2 separate regions of the Cricetulus griseus genome follow, and region 2 is linked to region 1. A link is a contact called in public Hi-C data. All regions are on one chromosome and are shown on one strand. Each heading gives the region's core, a stretch centred on a gene start, on an enhancer-like site or on the middle of the called end of the contact. The rest is flanking DNA. Distances are from core to core; before and after follow the strand shown.

Region 1 (5,024 bases), core at 1,621-4,120:
TTCCTGTGCCAGCTAACCAGTCTTTCTGGATTCGAGAGGAATATTCTGATATAAAGCTCCCCAGAGCCTCTCATAAAGCTGTGGTCAGTGGGAATATAATGTGGGTTGTTGGCGGATATATGTTCAACCACTCAGATTACAGCATGGTTTTAGCGTAAGTGGTTTTATAATTTAAATTTTTCATTTTTATTACTATGTGTATACGTGATGGGGATGGTGGTGAAAGTGTGTGTGCCGTGGTGTGCAAGTGGAGGTCAGAAGACAGCTTTGTAAAGCTGGTTTCTCCTTTCATCTCTGTATGAGTTTGGGGTATTTAGTGCAGGTTGCCAGACTTGAAATGCTTTACCCCCTGAGCCATCTCACCAGCTCTGTAAATGGTTTTGCAAGAAGCTTATGTTTCAAACACTCTGAAAAACTATGGTGTAAAAATAACAAGAAATCATAAGTAATTAAGGAAACTCTATTTAAAATTCTTATAATAGTCTTCTAAACTTTATTTTATGTATGTTGATGTCTTAGTTAGGGTTCTGTTGCCCATGTATCTTAAACTTACTATTGAGGATATTGGCAATTTGGAAATACTGATAGATACAAGGGGGAAAAAAAGCCCTAAGGAAATTACTTTGGTTGCAGCCCAGTGATAGGGCTCTTACCTTGCACATACAAGACCTGGGGTTATATATCTAGCACCTCAAAAAGAATTAAAAAAAATTTTTTTTTGAAGCAAGGTCTTCCAGAAAAATGCTTTAGTCCAAGGATTTAGTCCAAGGATTTAGGAAGACAGATACCACAAAAATCTAGCCCTGGCCTCATCTGTGCCAGTGAAGTGTAAGTGGAGAGCCAGGATGTAGTGAGTTACCCCAGCTATTACGTCATGGCAGTCATAAGTTGATGTTCCCCATCCCACTGGAGTGGTGTTAGATAAGGCCTGCCATGACAAAAGATTAGAGTCTCACAGCATACTATACAAAATTTGCTTAGCCAAGAGCCAATACAATCTCAATTTGAATGAGAAAAAAAGTAGTTAAAGAGTCAATGACTTTGGGGTACACACATTAGAATTATCTGACAAGGAATTTAAAAGCAGCAATTTTAAAAATACTGCAACAAACAGCTGCACATATATAAAACAAATAAAAGAATAGAAACCCCCCCCCCCAAAAAAAAAAAGAATATGAGAGGCCAGGTTAAGGCACTTGACCCACAGGCCTGATGACCCAGTAGATCCCCAGGACCCACCGATAGAAAAAAGAATAGACTCCTCAAAGTTGCCTTCTGACTGTCATCTTTGTGCCTCGGCAAATGTATGCCCTTGTCCCAAATAAATGAATGTAATAATCATAGAAAAGACTATGAAGTGGAGGGGCTAGAAAGATGGTGGAGCTGTTAAGAGCACTTAATCCTTCTGACAGGACTTCAGTTCTAGAGTATTGTACTCCCTCTTGTGGCCCCTCTGGGAACTGCATGGATATGGTAAACAGACACATATGCAGCAAAATACGTAACATAAAAATAAAGGTTAAAGAAAAACAATTACATCTTGAAGACAGTTCATTTTGCCAGCATCAAATCTACCTCTTTGGAATCCTTCCATTTCATGGGAATCACAAATTCTCCATTGCTGTCTGTGGATCAAGATCTGGAGCAAAGAAAGCATTTATCAAGAGCATCTCCTTTTCCCTTTGGTTTGCTATTATCAGGGTCACTGTCACATAAAGATTTCCCTTTGTGCCATCCTTTCCATTGCCATCCTTTGCAGTTAAGAAAAGCTTCAGTGAACTCTGACTCTCACTTTTCTTCAAGTTCTCAAGTATGATTGACATCTATAAATCCCTTTGCTTTGGGGGAGGGAACCCTGCATTCCCATCATTACATATAATACAGGCCCTGCTTCTTCAACTTTTGAACCCTTTCTATTCTGTTTCTTTCCCATGTTTTGCACCGTACTTTTATTTGGGCGCATTTTTTTAAAACAGAATTTGAGGTGTTCATGGCTCCAGACACAAGGCCTGCATCTCTAGACTATGTACCTCAGCTCAGTCACGTCCCTTCTTGCGTCTTGTTCTTGCTGCTGTAAAGATTTGTTTTTATTTTTATGTGCATGGGTGTTTGTCTGCATATGTGTCTGTGAACCAGGTCTTCTTGTTTTAATTAGAGTTTTTCTCTACTTGGGCAAGTCTTTGAGATTGTTTCTTATCTATAATATAAAGAACAGGAAGATGAGGACTAGGCTACTTAATATATAGACTTCCTTTTCTCACTTGATCTTATCAGCCTTATACCCCAAATATGAAAAAACCCCACCCTCCAAAAGTGTGAAGATTAGAAAAAACTTATACTATTTTTATTTTATATTCTCCACATAAAAGAATTTGCAAACCTATTTCCTGTTTCCTGTGTATACTCTCCTTGGTAAGTCCATACATGTATTTTAGAATAAAACAAGCTTTCCTAAATGACTATCACTTTGAATAATACTACTAAATGTTCCTGCAAGATATTTCTCTAGTAAGATTTATTTTAATTTTTGTGTATGTGTCTCTGTAAGAGAATGCCCTGTACATGCAGGTGCCTTTAGAGGCCAGGAGAGGGTGTTGGATCCATTTGAGGTTGAGTTACCAGCAATTGCAACATAGGTGCTGAGAACTGAACTTGGTCCTGTAGAAAAGCAGCAAGCACTCTTAACCCTCAAGACATCTCTCCAGTCCATGCTGGATGTTGCCTTCAGTTCACAGAGGTTGCCTTTAGCTCCTCAGGTCTATCTATATCTAGTTGTCACTGGTTCTCACCCATGTATATGTTTATGTCATGAGGCCACAAGAAGAGGCTTGACAGAGTCTTGCTAACAGTATGAATCACAGAAATGGCATCCTGTTGTATTTGTTTTACAGTGGTTTGAAGCAAGTCATTCATTCTGCTCATACTCAAGGGAGGGTATTATATATGGGTGTGAGCACCAGGAAGCGGAGAGATGGGGATGTCATGGGTACTACTCAAGTATCTGGCTGTTGTGGTATATTATTAGGTCTTATTGGCACTGTCTTTAACATCTGCCCTAAGTCTAGAGCTGAATGTGATGGCATGTGCTTGTCATCAGTCCCAGAACTCAGGTTGCAGAGGAAGGAAGGTTGTGATTTTGAGGCCAGGATAAGTACATACAGAGATTCTGTCTCAAAAATAAACAAATGTTCAAATAAAAAACCTGACTACCCTGACCACTAGTGTTGCTTCCATGAACAGAAAAGGTAAAATTAAACTTGTGAAAATGATTTTTATTAGCACCAGATATTTCTCTTTTTTTTTGACTTTTTTAAAATTTGAATTACAAACAAGATTGAATTACATGACAATCCCAGTTCCCTTCTCCCTCCCTTCCTCCCCTACCACCCCCCCCAACTATAACCCTACCTATCACATATCCTTTCTTCTAATCTACATCTGACTCAACCTTTCTGAACCCTCATGACCTCTGCATTCTTCCTTTTATATTCTTATATTTCAAAATTGCAAATCCTATCATTTACTAGATTCTTAAAAGCCATTGTTAGATGATCTTGATTGTGTGTTACAACTCTGAGAGGGAAGGTTTCCCCAATACAAGTGTTACAGCTCTGCTGTGGGAGAGGGGAGATTTTTCCAATGCAAGGGTTACAGCTCTGAAGGGAAAGATATCCTGGCAGTTGGGAGCCAAGGAATACCTCAAAGTCACACTGCACAATAAACCTTACACGAGATTTATTGGGAGAGAAAAACCAAGGAGGGTGGTCACCTCTACTTGGGAGAGAAGTTACAGAGAACTGAGCAGAAGACAGGGTTTAAATGGAGTTTCTTGGGGGACGGAGCTTTCCAGTGTGGGGATTGGTCTGATTTCAAGTCCTGAGATGGGGGCAAGCCCAGGGATTATTACGATTTCAAACTCAGGGATTGGTGGGTCTTCAAGTCTCAGCTTGGACTTTTTACTCTGTAGGGTGGAGCTTGACCACCTGTGTCTAGCCATTACTGCTAGGGTGCAGCCTGGCTGTTGGAGGTCCTCAGGGGCAGGGCCTGGCCACTCAGAAACCTCGAGGAGCTTACTGGTTGTGCATGCCTATACGACCAAGATTCTGGAAGCTCAGTTAGGAGGATGGTGAATTAGGAGCCAGCCTGAGCTAAAACCAAATACAAAAACCTCACACACATAGAAAAAGCCCCTCATTAATACTGTCCTATTAAATATAAAGGCTCTGTATCACCATTTAACCACTGTTTACCTTCCCATGTTCTATTTGTTTCTCTCTTGCCGTTGTCCTCTGTGCTGCTGAAACAGTCTCCTTTCTTTGCTCATGAAGCACCATGTGCATCCTGACTCCCAAGGGCTTTTGCACCAATGTTCCTTCTGTCTAGATGTCCTGATACTGTGCCTGAGGACTGGTTTCTTCTCACTCTTTACAGCTCAATCTAATTGTCTCACCAAGAGAACTTACCTGACCATCTGGTTCAGACAGGTTCTCCCTGTTGTTGTTTTTCATAGATCTAAATTCCTTTCAAGCACTGCTGCTTATATTAAATTATGTGTGCCCATTATTGCACATGCTCATTGTTTGGACTTGATTTACTCTGTCAGCTCAGGACGTAGTTCACAGAATGTGCTCAGGTAAATACTTAGAGGCACTAGGGGAGCAAGTGAATTCTTCATTTACTTCACACAAAGATGTATAGATTAAGGGAATGTTTTGTCTATAAGCCATTTTTAAAAAAGATTAGAACATCTTTTCTGTACTCAATCAAACCATGAGTTTTAGGGCTTTATATGTTTCATACAGATATTGGTATAGTCATAATTCTTGCTTTACTAATTTTTGTGGAATTTCAGTGAATATAGAGGTTCTTTTCGAAAGTAGTATTTTGGATAGGAAAACAGTGACTCAAAATGTAGCTCAGCTGGTAGAGTGCCTGTCTAGCATGCAGCAAGCCCTGGGTTCAATCTCCAGCACCTCATAAATGGTACATGGTGGCATATGCTGTTATTTCAGCACTCGAGAGGT
Region 2 (5,224 bases), core at 341-2,840, 110 kb before region 1:
GAGGAAGAGGGATGAAGCTGGGCGTTATGGCACATGCTCATGATACCAGTGCAAGTGCAAGGATGCCACCCTGATTTAAACACAGAGATGGTATCAAAAAAAAAAAAAAGCAAAAAACAAAAAAACAGCAGCAGATGAATGAGAAGCATCAGGAGGACGAGGAAGAGGAGGAAAGGGCACAGACTGGATGGTAGTTTGGCCAGGTGTGGTGGCACAAGCTTTTAATCACAGAACTCTGAGTTTGAGGCCAGCATCTCTACATAGCTTGTTCCAAGAAGGTCACAGCTACATAAAGAGAACCTGTCTAAATAACAACAACAACAACAATAACAACAATAATAGTAGTAGGAGGAGAGTAGAATTATGTAAAATGTTTTTTAAAATGTCTTTGAAAAGTAAGTATCTCATGTTGGCTTTTCTAATGCTAAGACCCTTCAATACAGTTCCTCACGTTGTGGTGAACCCCAACCATTAAATTATTTTTGTTGCCATTTCATAACTGTAATTTTGCTACTGTTATGAATTTCAATGTAAATATTTTTTTGGAGACAGAGGTTTGCCAAAGGGGTTGTGACCCACAGGTTGAGAAGGGAAGAAAAGTAAGGGAAAATGTTATAATTTTATTTTAATATCAAAAATTAAAGAGTCAGGCAGTGGTAGCATATGCCTTTAATCCCAACACTCAGGAGGCAGAGGCAGAGGTGGATCTCTGAGAGTTCAAGGCCAGCCTGGTCTACAGAGCAAGCTCCAGGACAGGCTTCAAAGCTACAGAGAATCCCTGTCATGAAAAACCAAAAATAAATAAATAAATAAATAAATAAATAAGAAAAAGAACTGTTGAAGATGACAGTGGTGATGTGCATGTAAACCTAGTACCCAGAAGGCTGAGAAGCACTGTGGATCTGAAGCTGGCCTGAGTACAGTGAGAGCCTACCTCAGACAGAGAGATGGAAGGAAGAAAGGGAGGAAGGAAGGGAGGGATGGAGGGAGGGAGGAAGGAAGGAAGGAAGGAAGGAAGGAAGGAAGGAAGGAAGGAAGGAAATTAACAGAAAGTAATTTCAGTCTTCTTTTTCTGTATTTGTGATAAAAGGATAGGTTAAACTATGCGGATAAACAGTATTGGGGACTTTGGCACGCAGAACTATGGACTGTCTTAAGTCAGATAATTCTTCATCGTGTAATCGGGGCTTTCTTGTGTGTTTTGAGATGTTGAGTTGCATCCCTAGCGTCCACTAGATGCCAGTAGTACCATAAACCAAAACATGGTTATCAAAAATGTCTTCAGACATTGCTAAATGTCTCCTAGGGGACAAAACTGGCCCCCATCTGAGAACCACTATACTCAAATGAGATCATCTGACATCAAATGTTTGCTTTCATGCCCTCCCCAGCTGCCTTGCAAAAGTGTCTTGTCTCTTGTCCAGTTTCACTTGTTTGTTGTATGTCTCCTGACTCATCTTGCAGACAATTTATAATGCTAAGTATATGATATCAGAGATGGCTCCTGGGCAACAGCCCACAGCAGCATCAACACATGCAGTGTCTCCAAGCCAGAGAAGGCAGACTGCAGGCAGAAAGCCTGCATTGTGTTAAAGTCACACAAAAAACAATTCCCAGAGACAGCAGGACAATAGGCCCTTGTTCCTCAGCTCACGATCCACATAAAATCATCTTCCTCACAAGAGCAGCTTACAAGAACAGCTCATCCCTGCCTCAAGCTCAAAGTGCTTTCACTGGGCAACAGTGAACAATCTGAACCTTTGGTGAAAAGAATCAGTGGGCAATACTAAGAAAAACCAGTACACTGCCAAGAGATAATGCCAAATACTGATGCCTGCTTTTGGTCTCAAAGATGATTTACCCAGCAAATGTATTCTAGAAACTGCTTGTTGATAGTCTGTTAAGCAGTGTATGACCAACAGAATATATTACTTAATAGGTCAATAAGGAAATGTAATTTTTCACTATTAAAAAGACAATCTTACCAGTTGTTAATTCCAGCTATTTGGGAGGCTGAGGCCAGAGGGTTGCCAATTTCAATACTAATTAGAATATCACACATCATTCAAACAGTAAAACAAAATAAGGCAAAAATTTACTAGCGCATTGGAATATTTAAAATTCGACCACATTTTCCCATAAAAAAGATCATGAATGGGGTACTTGGGTGTACGTCTTTAAGGAGGCAGAGGCAGATAGATCTCAGAGTTCAAGTTCAGCCTGGTCTACACAGTGAGTTTCAAGCCATTTAAAGCTACAAGAGACTCTGACTCCAAATAAACAAAAAAACAACAACAAAAAAACCAAAACCACAAAACAGAAAAAAACAAAAAACCTTGCAGAAACAAAAGATCATGAATTGGGGCTGGAGAGATGGCTTAGTAGTTAAAAGAACTTAATACTCTTCCAAAGGACGTGGGTTTTATTCCTAACACCTGCATGGTGGCTCATAACTATCTGGAACTCCAGTTCCAGGGCATCCAATGTCCTCCTGTGGCCTCCAAGGATACCAAGAACACAAATGGTGCACATACATACATGCAAGCAAAACACTCATACAACAAATTAAAATTAAAACAATTTCTTTAAGAAAGATCATGAACTAAGAGTCAATATAGACTTACCATCTAGAATTTCTTCAGAAAATCCTGTTTTCTCAAAATCAGTGGTATTCTGACTGTATAAACCAAATAGAAGGTAATTTGCCAGCTCTCTGCAACCTTCGTTATACCTGCTGTCAATTCCTGCAAGGCAAAGAAGGCTGTGACTAGCTATCTCATACCATGGAACACAATAATCACCAATGACTTGCCCATTTAGTAAAGCCCTGATGGCCAGAGGCAGTTCAAACCAGTTTTGAGCTAAAACTAAATAAACCACCCCTTGTGAAAGAAACAGGCTGAAGCATAAGGCACCTTCCTTGGATCTCAAGATCTACATAGATGGGGAAATTAAGGAACAAAGATTACTAAAGCTATTGATTTCTGAAAAGCTTTTTTTTTCTTTCAGTTTTTAGTTTACATGTATATGGATATTTGGCCCACATATATGTGTATGTACCACGTATGCTTGGTATCCAATGAATCCAGAATAGTACCCTCTAGGATCCATGAGATCCCCTAGAATTGGATTTACAGATGGATGTGAGCCACCATGTGGGTACTGGGAATCAAACTTAGGTCCTCTGGAAGAACATGAAATGCTCTTAACTACTGAGCCACCTCCAGCCCCATAAAAAGCAATTATTAGGGGTAGAAAGAACCAGAGAATATGGTCTTCTACTGATTTACTAGATCTTGGAATACTTTCAGTTAGCCCAAGAATAGATCTCAGAGAGATCTTTATGAAAAATGTGTGATCAAACAAAAGCAAGTTAAGGTGGTTTGAAAAGATGAGGACAAGAGGGTGGAATAGAATAATAAGCCCTAACCCTTCACAATCGTCAGAAGCAATGCTTAGCATGCACTGCAAGGTGTGGTGTGATGGTATGTGTTCCTGCAATGACCCTCACTTATGATTAGTCTAGAAAAGTTTGACCAGAGACAAGAGGAAATTAAGCGACACTGTCTTTACTACTGCCTCTCAATGTCTGAGTTATCCTGGGGCTACCTACAGTCATGTGCAGAATGGCAGGGGCAGGAGCACACAGATGCTGTCTATAGGATTTTAAAAAGAATGGGTTGCAGCAGGAGCTCCAAGAATGGTAAGAGCTCCTTATCTCACTGTCATCTCTCTTAATATTCTCCCACAATAAAACAGGAGCAGATTTCACAGGGACAAAAACTGGGAGGACACTAACCTACAATGTATCCCCCATGACAGCATTATTAGTGTCTTCCTGAGATCAAGAATACAAACCACTGCCACTGTGAGTCCCACCTTACAAAGCACTAACCTAGGATGCAGAGAATCCCATCAGGCTGTGACTTGCTGCTCTGTGTCATGATGTTCTGAACCTGGCGGAGTCGGCTGCAGCTGTAACAGAACACAGTTTCCTGAGTGCAGCAGTGTATGAAAAATCCCTAAAAGGCACATGCATGCGGAATGGTTTTGTTAGGTATGGAAACTGACACTAGTCTCTTTAACCAGAACCATACCCTTCTCTTCCATTTTCTGGACGAGATGATTATGTGCAAGTAGTCTAAAGACAACCTGAACTACTGATTATGAACTAGACTGTCAGTGGCTCTTTGGTTCAGTAAAGGATGACACACTAAGGCCCCATTCATAATCAATCAGGAGATGACTCCAAGAATTCCCAATGTCTTTTTACTGCTGTTTCCATGCTGATTTAGCCTAATTTTAGTCTTTATCAGTCTGCCTCAAAAGCAACAAACAAAAGCAAAAATTGGTATAAAGGGTTCATATGTCTTAGATAATAAAGGATCAATAAACTAAGCTCCAATTCATCCACATGACCATCCTTAGGGAGTCTCAGCACAGGAGAAACACTTGATTTCTAGAGAGTTATTACTCCTTTGGCAGAAGCGACATTCCTTGCACCCAGGCAGAGTGTAAAGAGACATGTATTCCTAAATAATAAAATCTCTATGGACTCTACTGCCTCCCTATCTCCCTCTATTCCTTCTCAGTAAGCCCAAAGATGAGCTCTCAATGTAACAGTCAAGTCTGATCCTTTACCACCTCCAGGTCTAACTCCCGACCCTCCTGGAACATTCTTAAGTGTTCAGTATCATTAACCATTAGGAATGCAAACTAAAACTACTTTGAGATTCCACTTTATCCCAGTCATAATGGCTATCATTAAGAAAAAAATAACAACAAGTGCTGACAAGCATACAGGGAAACAGCAGCCCTATACCAGTGGGTAGGGGTTTATGCGTGGTAGAGATAGAAACTGGTACAGACACTATGGGATGCAGTGTGTGGAGGTTTCTCAAAAAGCTAAAAATAGAACTACCATATGGCCTCAATATACCACTCCTAACTTCATATCTGTAGACAGAAATATTTGTATATCTATTTTACTGCTGTCCATTTCAAAATAACCAGGAAATGGAATCTGCTTAGATGTCCATCAACTGATGGATAATGACAATGTGATACATATACACATCAGAATTTTATTCATCTGTAAAGAGAAATGAAATTATCAAAATTTCAGGAAAACAGATGGCGGTGGATGCTGAAGTGAGATAATCTAAGCCCAGAAAGACACACACCACATGCTCTGTATTATATGTAGTTCTAGCTTTGAGTTTTC

Evidence for each region. A called contact is a pair of places that touch in the nucleus more often than the background predicts.
Region 2: a Hi-C map of liver shows a contact between it and region 1, with 2.2 times the contacts expected there. The contact joins two enhancer-like sites. A contact is called at or near these places in 2 of 8 Hi-C or Micro-C datasets (fibroblasts and liver).

What each region holds. Positions count from the first base shown.
Region 1 is chr6:47,635,262-47,640,285 of CriGri-PICRH-1.0, reverse strand. Atrn (attractin) reads left to right here. Exons shown (of 31, transcript XM_027420879.2): 8 at 1-154. Among named protein-coding and RNA genes, the nearest start is that of Atrn, 35 kb to the left of the region's middle. Within about 2 kb of position 2,870, at least 1 of the 6 cell types and tissues checked has open chromatin away from gene starts, as enhancers often do.
Region 2 is chr6:47,741,042-47,746,265 of CriGri-PICRH-1.0, reverse strand. It overlaps C6H20orf194, which reads right to left. Exons shown (of 37, transcript XM_027421773.2): 2 at 3,896-3,975; 3 at 2,625-2,744. Among named protein-coding and RNA genes, the nearest start is that of C6H20orf194, 18 kb to the right of the region's middle. Within about 2 kb of position 1,590, at least 1 of the 6 cell types and tissues checked has open chromatin away from gene starts, as enhancers often do.